Regions from separate parts of the Mus musculus genome. Here region 1 is linked to region 2. Evidence: chromatin contacts called from public HiChIP or PLAC-seq data. All regions are on one chromosome and are shown on one strand. Each heading gives the region's core, a stretch centred on a gene start, on an enhancer-like site or on the middle of the called end of the contact. The rest is flanking DNA. Distances are from core to core; before and after follow the strand shown.

Region 1 (4,919 bases), core at 1,423-3,922, 540 kb after region 2:
AAATCTAATAACTTTAAAAAAGGACAGACTTTTAAAATATCCATAAAAGATCCACCATGATGACATAAGAGTCTTCCATCTAGTATCCAGGCATGAAAACTGCTCGCTCTCCTTTCAGTATCTGTCCCCCGATTTTTCTGTCCCTCTGTGCTGGGCAATTCAGGCCTGGGGGCATCAGATAGAACTGATTCCACCTTGGAGTTACGGGTGGACTGTGTCTACAAGCGTGCGCACAGTTATACTCCTCGAACAATTACACTTGGTTAACATCAGTAATGGTGCAGAAAATGGCTCTTTTATATACTGCTAGAATTAATATAAGCAGCAGGAGAACGCCCAACCTTCCACCTTAACGATGCAAGCCTACATTTGTTTGATGATGGCATGAAAAAAAAAAAGCCTGCTTATGGGCAAAACTCTCAAAGTTTTAGAAAAAGGTTGACAAGATGGACATGCTAGCTCTCTACGTTACTGCCTAAATCCTTTATCTAGCCCAACAGTTAGTATGGTCAGTAAAGACACCTCCTTGCACAAGCCAGTGTAAGATGGTTTCTGTAGATGGTATGTAAGCCCCTGGGGTTAATTAAGTCTGCAAGACTCACAGGGCAGTTCAGAAAGTCCAAAAAGGGCCGGAAGTCATTTTTACAAACATTGTATGGAGAAGAGGCTGACTGAGGGATTCTGGGGCTGCAGAATGCAGTATGGACCTGTAATTAGTAAAACCACAGACCATTCCATATCTAAGTTTTAACTGAGTAGGTATTATTATTATTCTCATTTCTCCAGCATTTAAGGTGTTTTTTAAGCTCCTATTTACAGCCATATGTGTGCTGCTTCCCTTAGAGAAATGCAAGTTTTAAGAAGTATATACTATATGACCCTTAAGTTAGCTTTCCACATGACCAAATACAGAAATTAGCAGAGTTGGGAAAGAAGAGAAATGTGACTTACCTGCCTGTAGAGAGACAAGAAATACTAGATGGAGAAGAGAGATACTATGAGTAAGCAGAAAATATTTTCTACTGAGTCCACTAGTTTCTTAGAATTAGAACTCAGGTCTCTAGATGGGCTCTGTGGACAACGAAATGCCACATCAAAAAGGGAGTGCATCTGTGCTCTGAGACCCAAGGTGGAATTGATCTCAGTAACCCATAGAGACTCACCTGGGATCTGACAGTGAGTCTCAGAGCAGCCACGTCTCCTTCTGCACTCTTCTCGTGGGAAAGGAGAGAATCCGGGGAAGACAGAGCTAAAGGGAAGAAAGCGGTAGGGACTGGGTCTGGACCTGGCTCTCTACTCAGTATAATCTAAACCCCTCCACCACACCAAATGCACTCCCTGTTAACAAGGAATCCAAAACAAACTGCTACTTTCCGGTACTGTAAAATATGCTCAGGCACGTTGCTCCACTAGGCTTGAATTTAGTTGCTCTACTCATGACGTATCCCCTCAAACTCTCTGGTCTACAAACTAGAATAAGTAAATTTCCACTATAATCTACCTAAAGTAGACTCAGTGTTTTGTTTTGTTTTGTTTTGTTTTTTTAAAATCCCTTTAAAGCTTCCTTAAGGCGGAGATTGCTAGATCTCACCTCCAAATTCTGATTGGTTGAGTTTGAGGTGACATCTAGCAACCTGAAAAGGACCCCTGGAGGGAATTTTGGCATAGTAAGTCACCGAGGGGAGTTTAAGATACACAGGTCTCCTAGTGCTGAAGCCAGCCCCTACCTTCCGTGCCTGTGAAGCAGGTCGTGAGCGATCTGTGTTGAAACAGCACACACGTTAACTATGGATAAAGTGGGATAACGTATGGAAAAATATTTTTTTGTCAACTACAAAGTTGAATTCTTGGATCCACGATGGAAACCAGGATGGGGCAATAATTTGGAAGAACTTGTGACTACATTGTGACAATGTCCGCACTGGTGGGACCATTGTGCAGCACACTTAAGTGGAATGGGGACTGACCCATAGTAAGCCCTGCAACGTCTCAGAGCTCACCTATCCTCAAGATAGCGTTGACAAGTCGCCATCTTTTCCCAAGAACCACTTAACCCACGACAACGGTGGGTTTCCCCTTCAAAAGGAAGATTTCCACTCTCCCATGATGCACACCAACCCCTGGGCAATTCTACCTCTTTTCTGAGGCACTTCGGCCAAACCCGTCTCCATGATCACCACCTCTTCCATGCCCCTAAGGTCCTGCTCTTCTCGCGCAGTCAGCAGTCCACGGAGCCTCGAAGGACTTCTTCCCTCTTGGGCTCTGTAGAGAGTGTCGCTCAGATCACGTGGGACCTGGAAACCAGGGAAAGCATCCTGAATCTGAGTCCTCACCTGTCTGTTTCTGGCTCCTGGAGCTGTCCCCTAGGGGACTGAGTGCCTGAGAGGTAGAGGGCACAGACAACCCCTCCAGCTCCGTCCAGCTCTCCAGTATGCACCGGGGTCCTAGATGGCCCGTGGGGCGGGGAGGGAAGGGGACGAAGCTCAAGAACTACAAACTCCAGTCCTCCCTGGCAGAGAGCAACTACTGGACCACCGCCGAGGTAAAGCGAGGACCGCAGCATCCTACCAAGAAACTCACCTCCCATCCCAGGCCTGACAAAGGCTACGAACTTCTCCGCTTAGCTCTGAGTCGCGCATGCGTGACATTTTGCTGGGCAAATCCAGGAACTACAACTCCCAGAAGCACCTGCGCGCTGCCCGACCCCCTGTTTCTTGGCAGGTTGGGACCACGAGTGGCTCAGCGGCACAGCGGGATCTCTCCCTCTCGCGAGAGAAAAAGGTGCATCGTGCGTGGAATCCCGCAGTAACGGAAGGTTGGGACGTGGGAGACAAAGTCTCTCTCTCTCTGCACCTTTGTTTGCACAATTACATCTATGTAGCTTCAGCCCAAATTTCTTTACTGTTGGCATGTGTATATGGCTTTTAGCCATGGTTTGGCCTTCCCTAAAACCATCCTTTGACTTCAAACTATATGAAAGCTGTAGTTTTAGAGCAGGATCCATGTAGTACTCTCATCTATCCCAATGGACTTGTATTTCATCTATTTTGCAATCGTAAAAACGTATATGAGCAGAGCTGACAATATTGAGCCAGTTTCCACACACTTGAGCAGTAAGTTCTTTGCAAGGAAAAAAAAAGTTCATTTGTCGAAAAAGTTGGACTCTCAAGGGCCTGTGGTTAAGTTAAACCTACTTTAAAGTCACTTTTGCCAAACAGCCCCATCTCAGTGCGTGCATTTACTCTAGTGCACCATTTGCATATGCCAAAACCAGAATACACTCAACTTTTGATTCTCACCATCTAATCACCAGATCCTGTTCATTTCTCAGTTTCTACTCTGCTCTGGACCCTCTTCCACGGCTGTCATTGATCCTACACTCCCTGTCTCGTCCACCGCTTCTCCCTCTGTGACCATCATAATCTCTCCATATGAAGACATCCCATTTCCTCTACTTCCTTCATCCCCACTGGGTTCCTACTGGAGGTCCCATTGTGCTCCAGACTCATTAGATCCATTGGGAGAAAGAGACTCAGAGGGAGGCAATGGTCCTTGGTAATCTATGTCTTCTTTTCCCACTTCAGATCTGTACAGCTGCAAAACCTCCAATTCCTTTTCTCTGAAAAACTTCAAACTCTGACTTTTCCTCTAGAATCTGTCTGCTGTTCCTTTGGTCTCACTTGGGATGATTGTCAACAACTCCTTACAACTCTGTTTACTTCAGTGTAACATGAACAAGGAAAGTATTAGGGCAAAGAAGGCTGTTTGTCCTTGGCTGCTGGTACAGGTGGAAGTGGAGAAGCTTCAAATTTTTGAAGAAGCCTTCCCATGCAAATGTGCTGAGTGGGACCCTGATAAATTCACCAGCTCTCAAGACTTAGGCCCTTTTCACAGCTATTTATGTCTGGGATTTGGGGTTCAGTTTGAAAACCCACTAACTTGTCTAAGACCACTGTAGTTATCTGGGGACTGGAGGAATCTCCTGGGGTGCTACTCAAGTGATTACAGGAAAGTTTCCAAATTTGCATGCCTTTTGGCCACTCCCTCCAGAGAATATTAAATTTGGCCTTTTCTTAATTAGTAATTGATGAGGGAAGGCCTAGCCCATTGTGGATGGTCCCATCCCTGGGCTGGTGGTTCTGGGTTCTACAAGGAAACAGGCTGAGCAAGCCAATAGACATCACCCCTCCATGGCCTCTGCATAAGCTCCTGCCTCTAGGTTCCTGCCTTTTTGGAGTTCCAGTCTTGATTTCCTTTGATGATCAACAGTGATATGGAAATATAAGCCAAAATAAACAAACAAACCCTTTTCTCCCCAACTTGCTTGTTGGTCCTCATGTTTTGTCACAGCAGTAGAAACTCTAAGACAGCGGGTCACATGTGGTTTATGTAATAATGATGAATTACTTAGGCCTAGCCCTCTTCCATCTCAACATTTTTTTGCAGTCTCTTGATGTTTACTCTCTTTAAACCTTGTGTGCATGTATGTGTGTATGAGCATGTCTGAGCATGGCATGTGTGTGCATATATGTGCGTGTGTGCATAGATATGCACGTGTGTGTGTGTATCTGCGCATGCATGTGCATGTTAGGAAGCTATAGGAAATCTCTGGAAAATGTACATAATTCAAGGTAACAGGAGAACATAATATAATTGACTTAGGTGGCAACCTTAGGACTAATTAAGGTGAGTTTTGGGGGGACTATGGCAGCAGGAGAGAAGAGACAATTTCTAAAGCATGCCCTCAGTTGTGGTAAAGTTAACATAAGGGAGGAGGGGCTGGATATTAAAATCCAGGGAAATCTGCAGTGGGTCAGAGGGTACAAACAATCACCACGCCTATATCCCATCTGTTCATTCACCATCTGGAATCTCCCCAGCACCTGATAGGCTCATCATGTTAAAATTACCTGATCAAT
Region 2 (4,555 bases), core at 1,919-4,418:
AACTGGTGAGGGGCAGACCAGCTCTCCTACCACAGTTGAGGGGTGAGGCCAGCTCAGCACACTGCTAGGACATCAACAGGGCTTCAGGAGGCAGCCTAGATATTTGCATGGCCTTTGATGGTAACACAGGCCTCTAACATCAACACAGACCTGCTCCTTGCCCCATTGCATCTCCAGTACCACCTCTAAGCAGTGAATGAACCAATTTGTTCTCTCCTATCTCTTCACCAAGCATCATCACACCTTTGATCATCATAGTGGCGCCCATTGTGGGACAGAGGTGGGCATCTTTCATCACTCAGGTGTCTTTCTTCTAGCAAACTCCCTATCTTCCCTCCCTCCCTCCCTCCCTCCCTCCCTCCCTCCCTCCCTCCCTCCCTCCCTTCCTCCCTTCCTCCCTTCTTCTATCTTTCTTTCTTTCTTTTTAAAAATAACAATATTATTTTGGCTGCTATCAGACCCTTAATTTATATATTCATTTCAGGATCCATTTGTCAATGTCTTCAAAGAACCCACTAAATGTCCTGAAAGAAAGTATAGCTAACTGTGGTTGGTGGCAAATTCCTGTTCTGAATCAAGATGATCAGGAGTTAGTTCAAGGTCCTTCTCAGCTATAATATAATATAATATAATATAATATAATATAATATAATATAATATAATATAATATAATATATGTCTTTGACTAGCCTGGGCTACATAGATCCTGTCTCAAAAAAAAAAAAAAAAGATTAAAAAATGAGACAGATTTTATTGATTCTTTAAGTCGAAGTCGATGCTGGTGCTATTCCTGTCACCACCACCACCACCCCACCACCCCCACGTCGTGATTTTTGATACAGGGTCTCTCAATGGGTTCCATTCCTCTCAAGACAAGATCCCCATGACTCCCTCCTGTGTTCACTCTTGTTTGCCAAATGACATTCCATAACCACTAACTTCTGCCACCTCATGGGCCCCGTGAGTCTAGTTCAAATCCTAGCATGACCCTGGGTTGGAAGAAGCTCATTTCAGATGAAACTTGTGGAAAGGTAGAGATGGTTGGTGAGTCAAGGGGCACTTGAGGATAGATATGTGGGAGTGGGCAGAGAGGAGGGAAGCTTTGCTGGCAGGTGACTGTTAACATGGAACACAGCAGACTTGTAGACTGGGCACAGCTTTCTTTCTGGTGAGGTCTGCTGAGGAAGGGTGGGTAGGCTCCATAGGGGACATGGACATCTGGGTCCAGAAAATGCTCATGCGCGTTCCTAAAGTTCTGGTCCTTGCTTGGCGATCCCCTGGGGCTGGCACCACAGCTTCCCTGGCATTCTATCCTAGTGGGAAACGCTTTCTTTTCTCTCCTCTCCTGGCCATGGCTGTTGGCGGCAAGCCCTTCCCCCACCTCTGCCCCATTCAGCTCCATGCGCCATAGTGATCACTGCCAAACGCCCACTTTGCAGCTCACTCCTAGAAGCCTCTCTTTCCTCTTCCCATTTCAAGTCGTGTACCCGTTATCTGACCTCTCTGAGGTTCCAGCTTGTCATCTGTGTTAAGAGGCAGAAGCCAGTGTCAGGTTCTTCGTGAAGGTGAAGCAGATGCTATCAAAACTCAGGTGACCAGGGCCAATATTTTGTGGAAAACATATAAATAGTAAGGTATTTTTTTAAATAAGGTTTTTTTTTTTTTTCTCAACACAGAAAATAGAAAAAAAGACGGGCGTGGTGGTGCACTTGGGTGGCAGAGGCAGGCAGATTTCTGAGTTCGAGGCCAGCCTGGTTTACAAAGCGAGTTCCAGGACAGCCAGAGCTATACAGAGAAACCCTGTCTAGAAAAAAACAAAAACAAAAACAAAAACAAAACAAAACACCCCCCAAAAAAAACACCAAAAATCCAAAAAAACAAAAAACAAAAAAACCAAACAAATAAACAAAAAAAAAAAAAAAAAAAAAAACCAAACCCTTAAAATACCCAGATAGAACATGTACTCTGTGTGCTTTGGTGATTTTGTCTATGCTATGAGTGGGCTCGTGGGGGATTTGCTGTTAATATTACAGCTAACCCTGAAATGTACTTTATATATATCATACAGCCATGCAGAAAGTGTAATTCAACGCACTTTTCCCCTCCCCCACGCCCATACTCATACTCAGAGAGAGCTAATCCAGCCACAACATTAAAAAAAAAAAAAAAAAAAATCAGCCCGGCGTGGTGGCGCACGCCTTTAATCCCACCACTTGGGAGACAGAAGCAGGCAGATTTCTGAGTTCGAGGCCAGCCTGGTCTACAAAGTGAGTTCCAGGACAGCCAAGGCTACACGGAGAAACCCTGTCTCGAAAAACCAAAAAAAAAACCCCAAGAAAAAACCCGTTATTCTTCAAAGAAGCTGTTTAGAGGTCACCCGTGTTTTAGTTCAGCTTAATCTTTTTTTTTTCAGTCATCTTTGTTGTGTTGACAAACTCCTTAACCATCCTGGCTGGTGACTACAGGTAGCAGCTTCCGCGGGGCAGAAGCTGTGTTCTAGAAGGATTAAGGACTCCAAACGCCAAGGAGCAGCCAGGGCTCGCTAGGAGAGAAGTGTGGAGTTGAAGGCGGTGGAGGGCGCTGGGGGCTTCTTACAGGTGGCAGGAAGGACAGATCACCCACAGGTGTGGGCGCTCAGCACCCTTCTTGGAGTGGATGAAGGCGGCAGTGTCTGGGAAGAGGCGGCGCCGCAAGTGAGCGGAAGCCGGTCTTGGATAAGTGGGCTGGAGAGCGCAGGGCTGAGCCGGCGAGCACCCTGGCGGGGCAGCGGAGACCACGGGATCGGGTGGATTAGGGGCCGCGCGGAGAATGCAGCACTGAGAGGAAGCCCGGGCCCGGACCTGGGGTGCAGCTCCGGTGCTGGGGAGTATGGACACCTTGCAGGGGCGTCAGTTCAGAGTGTGCAGATCGGGCGCGGGACAGGGTGAAGTCTGGGACTTCGCGCTCGGGCGGGAAGTGGTGAAGCTTCGAGGTGTCTTTCCTGAATGTGTCCCTCTCCCGCCCGAGGGAAATTCGGGAACCCATCCTTCCCCGAGCTCAGGAGCAGCTGGAGCAAGGACCCTAGGCAGGGGGCGGGGCCAAGACCGGCTCCTGGCAGCCGGCCAATGGGCGCCGCCCCCGTAAGGCCACGCCCCCGCCCCCGTCCGGAGCGCACTGGCTGGGCGGCGCAGACCCAGCTTGGGACGCGCGGTCTCAGCGCTGTGGCCATGCCTGGCGGCACCCTAGCAGCTGTCCTGAGCCCGACACTACCCCAGTAGAGGACTCCCCGGGCCCGGCTGGCCCGGCCATGCAGCTAGAGACGCAAGACGCGCTGTACGTGGCGCTGGAGCTGGTTATCGCTGCGCTGGCGGTGGCGGGCAACGTGCTGGTGTGCGCCGCGGTGGGAGCCTCGAGTGCATTACAGACCCCCACCAACTACTTTCTGGTATCCCTGGCGACGGCAGACGTGGCCGTGGGACTCTTCGCCATCCCCTTTGCCATCACCATCAGCTTGGGCTTCTGCACGGACTTCCACGGCTGCCTCTTCCTCGCCTGCTTCGTGCTGGTGCTCACACAGAGCTCCATCTTTAGCCTCTTGGCGGTGGCTGTCGACCGATATCTGGCCATTCGCGTCCCGCTCAGGTGAGACGAATCTTTCTTGCCTTGGCCGGGTTAAAGTTCTAAAGAGGGGCGCCCTCTCCAGGCCCACGGTTTTACTTTCTGGACTCCCAGATGGGCCAGATTAGGAGCACGCTGGGCACTGGAGTGGAGGACGCACTTTCTCCAGCACGCTTGTTCTGCCGGCTATCAAGACTCTCCTGGGTTGACAGAACAGGCCACTGACTGGGTCCCCTTTTGGAGTCAGGGATGCTCTAATTGCCCCTAGTTTAGGGAATCTGCATAAGAACACCCTTAGGGGCGTTGAGAAGTGCTCGTCCGACGAGTTACCTGCCAAGGAAGGGCTCAGGAAGCTCTAGATTCCTTAAGTTTTGTGGACGTTCCCGGCCCTCTGGAGAGACAGAGCTGCTGCCCGGAGTCGGGCATGCAGATCAAAGCTGCTGCCAGATGCAGTCCTGTGCGGAAAGGGCGCGGAGAAGCTTCAGCTAAGAACGAGGCAACTTTAGACGCTGGAATTGGTACTTTTAGAAGGGTCATAGGGTCTAACGACACAGCTTTAAAATGTGCCTACTTCGAAATGAGGCAGCCAGGCTCAACTCTGATGGGAAACTCTAGGAACATTGGTCCCTACTAGCTTCGCGGTGGCTCAAAGTATTCCCAGACATTTTAAAGAGCTACTGTGCTTACTGGTTCAGTGAACACTGACAAGACAGTCTTAGAGCCTCTAGCCCATTGTGTAACCTTATTTGTATACTGCTGCAGTGCCCAGGAGCCTGAAGAGGCCCAGAAAACTGGTGAGGGCTCCCTGTTCGCTGGCTCTCAGAGTATACCTAAATCACTTTCTCCTTATTCCATGATGGGAAAACAGGATCCAGGGCAGGGAGTCAGTCAGTTGGGGAAGTGGCTTCCACTTGTAGCTAATAAATTTAAAGTTGAGTTTGCTGCTCCTTGGTAGTGC

What was found. HiChIP or PLAC-seq counts read pairs in DNA pulled down with a chosen protein or histone mark.
Region 1: an H3K4me3 HiChIP or PLAC-seq map of bone marrow-derived macrophages shows a contact between it and region 2, with 5 times the contacts expected there. The contact joins the promoter of Zfp286 here to the promoter of Adora2b in region 2.

What each region holds. Positions count from the first base shown.
Region 1 is chr11:62,786,796-62,791,714 of GRCm38.p6, forward strand. It overlaps Zfp286 (zinc finger protein 286), which reads right to left and starts at 2,673. Exons shown (of 6, transcript NM_138949.4): 1 at 2,581-2,673; 2 at 2,135-2,294; 3 at 1,164-1,249. The coding sequence starts at 2,189.
Region 2 is chr11:62,245,816-62,250,370 of GRCm38.p6, forward strand. It overlaps Adora2b (adenosine A2b receptor), which reads left to right and starts at 3,169. Exons shown (of 2, transcript NM_007413.4): 1 at 3,169-3,621. The coding sequence starts at 3,287.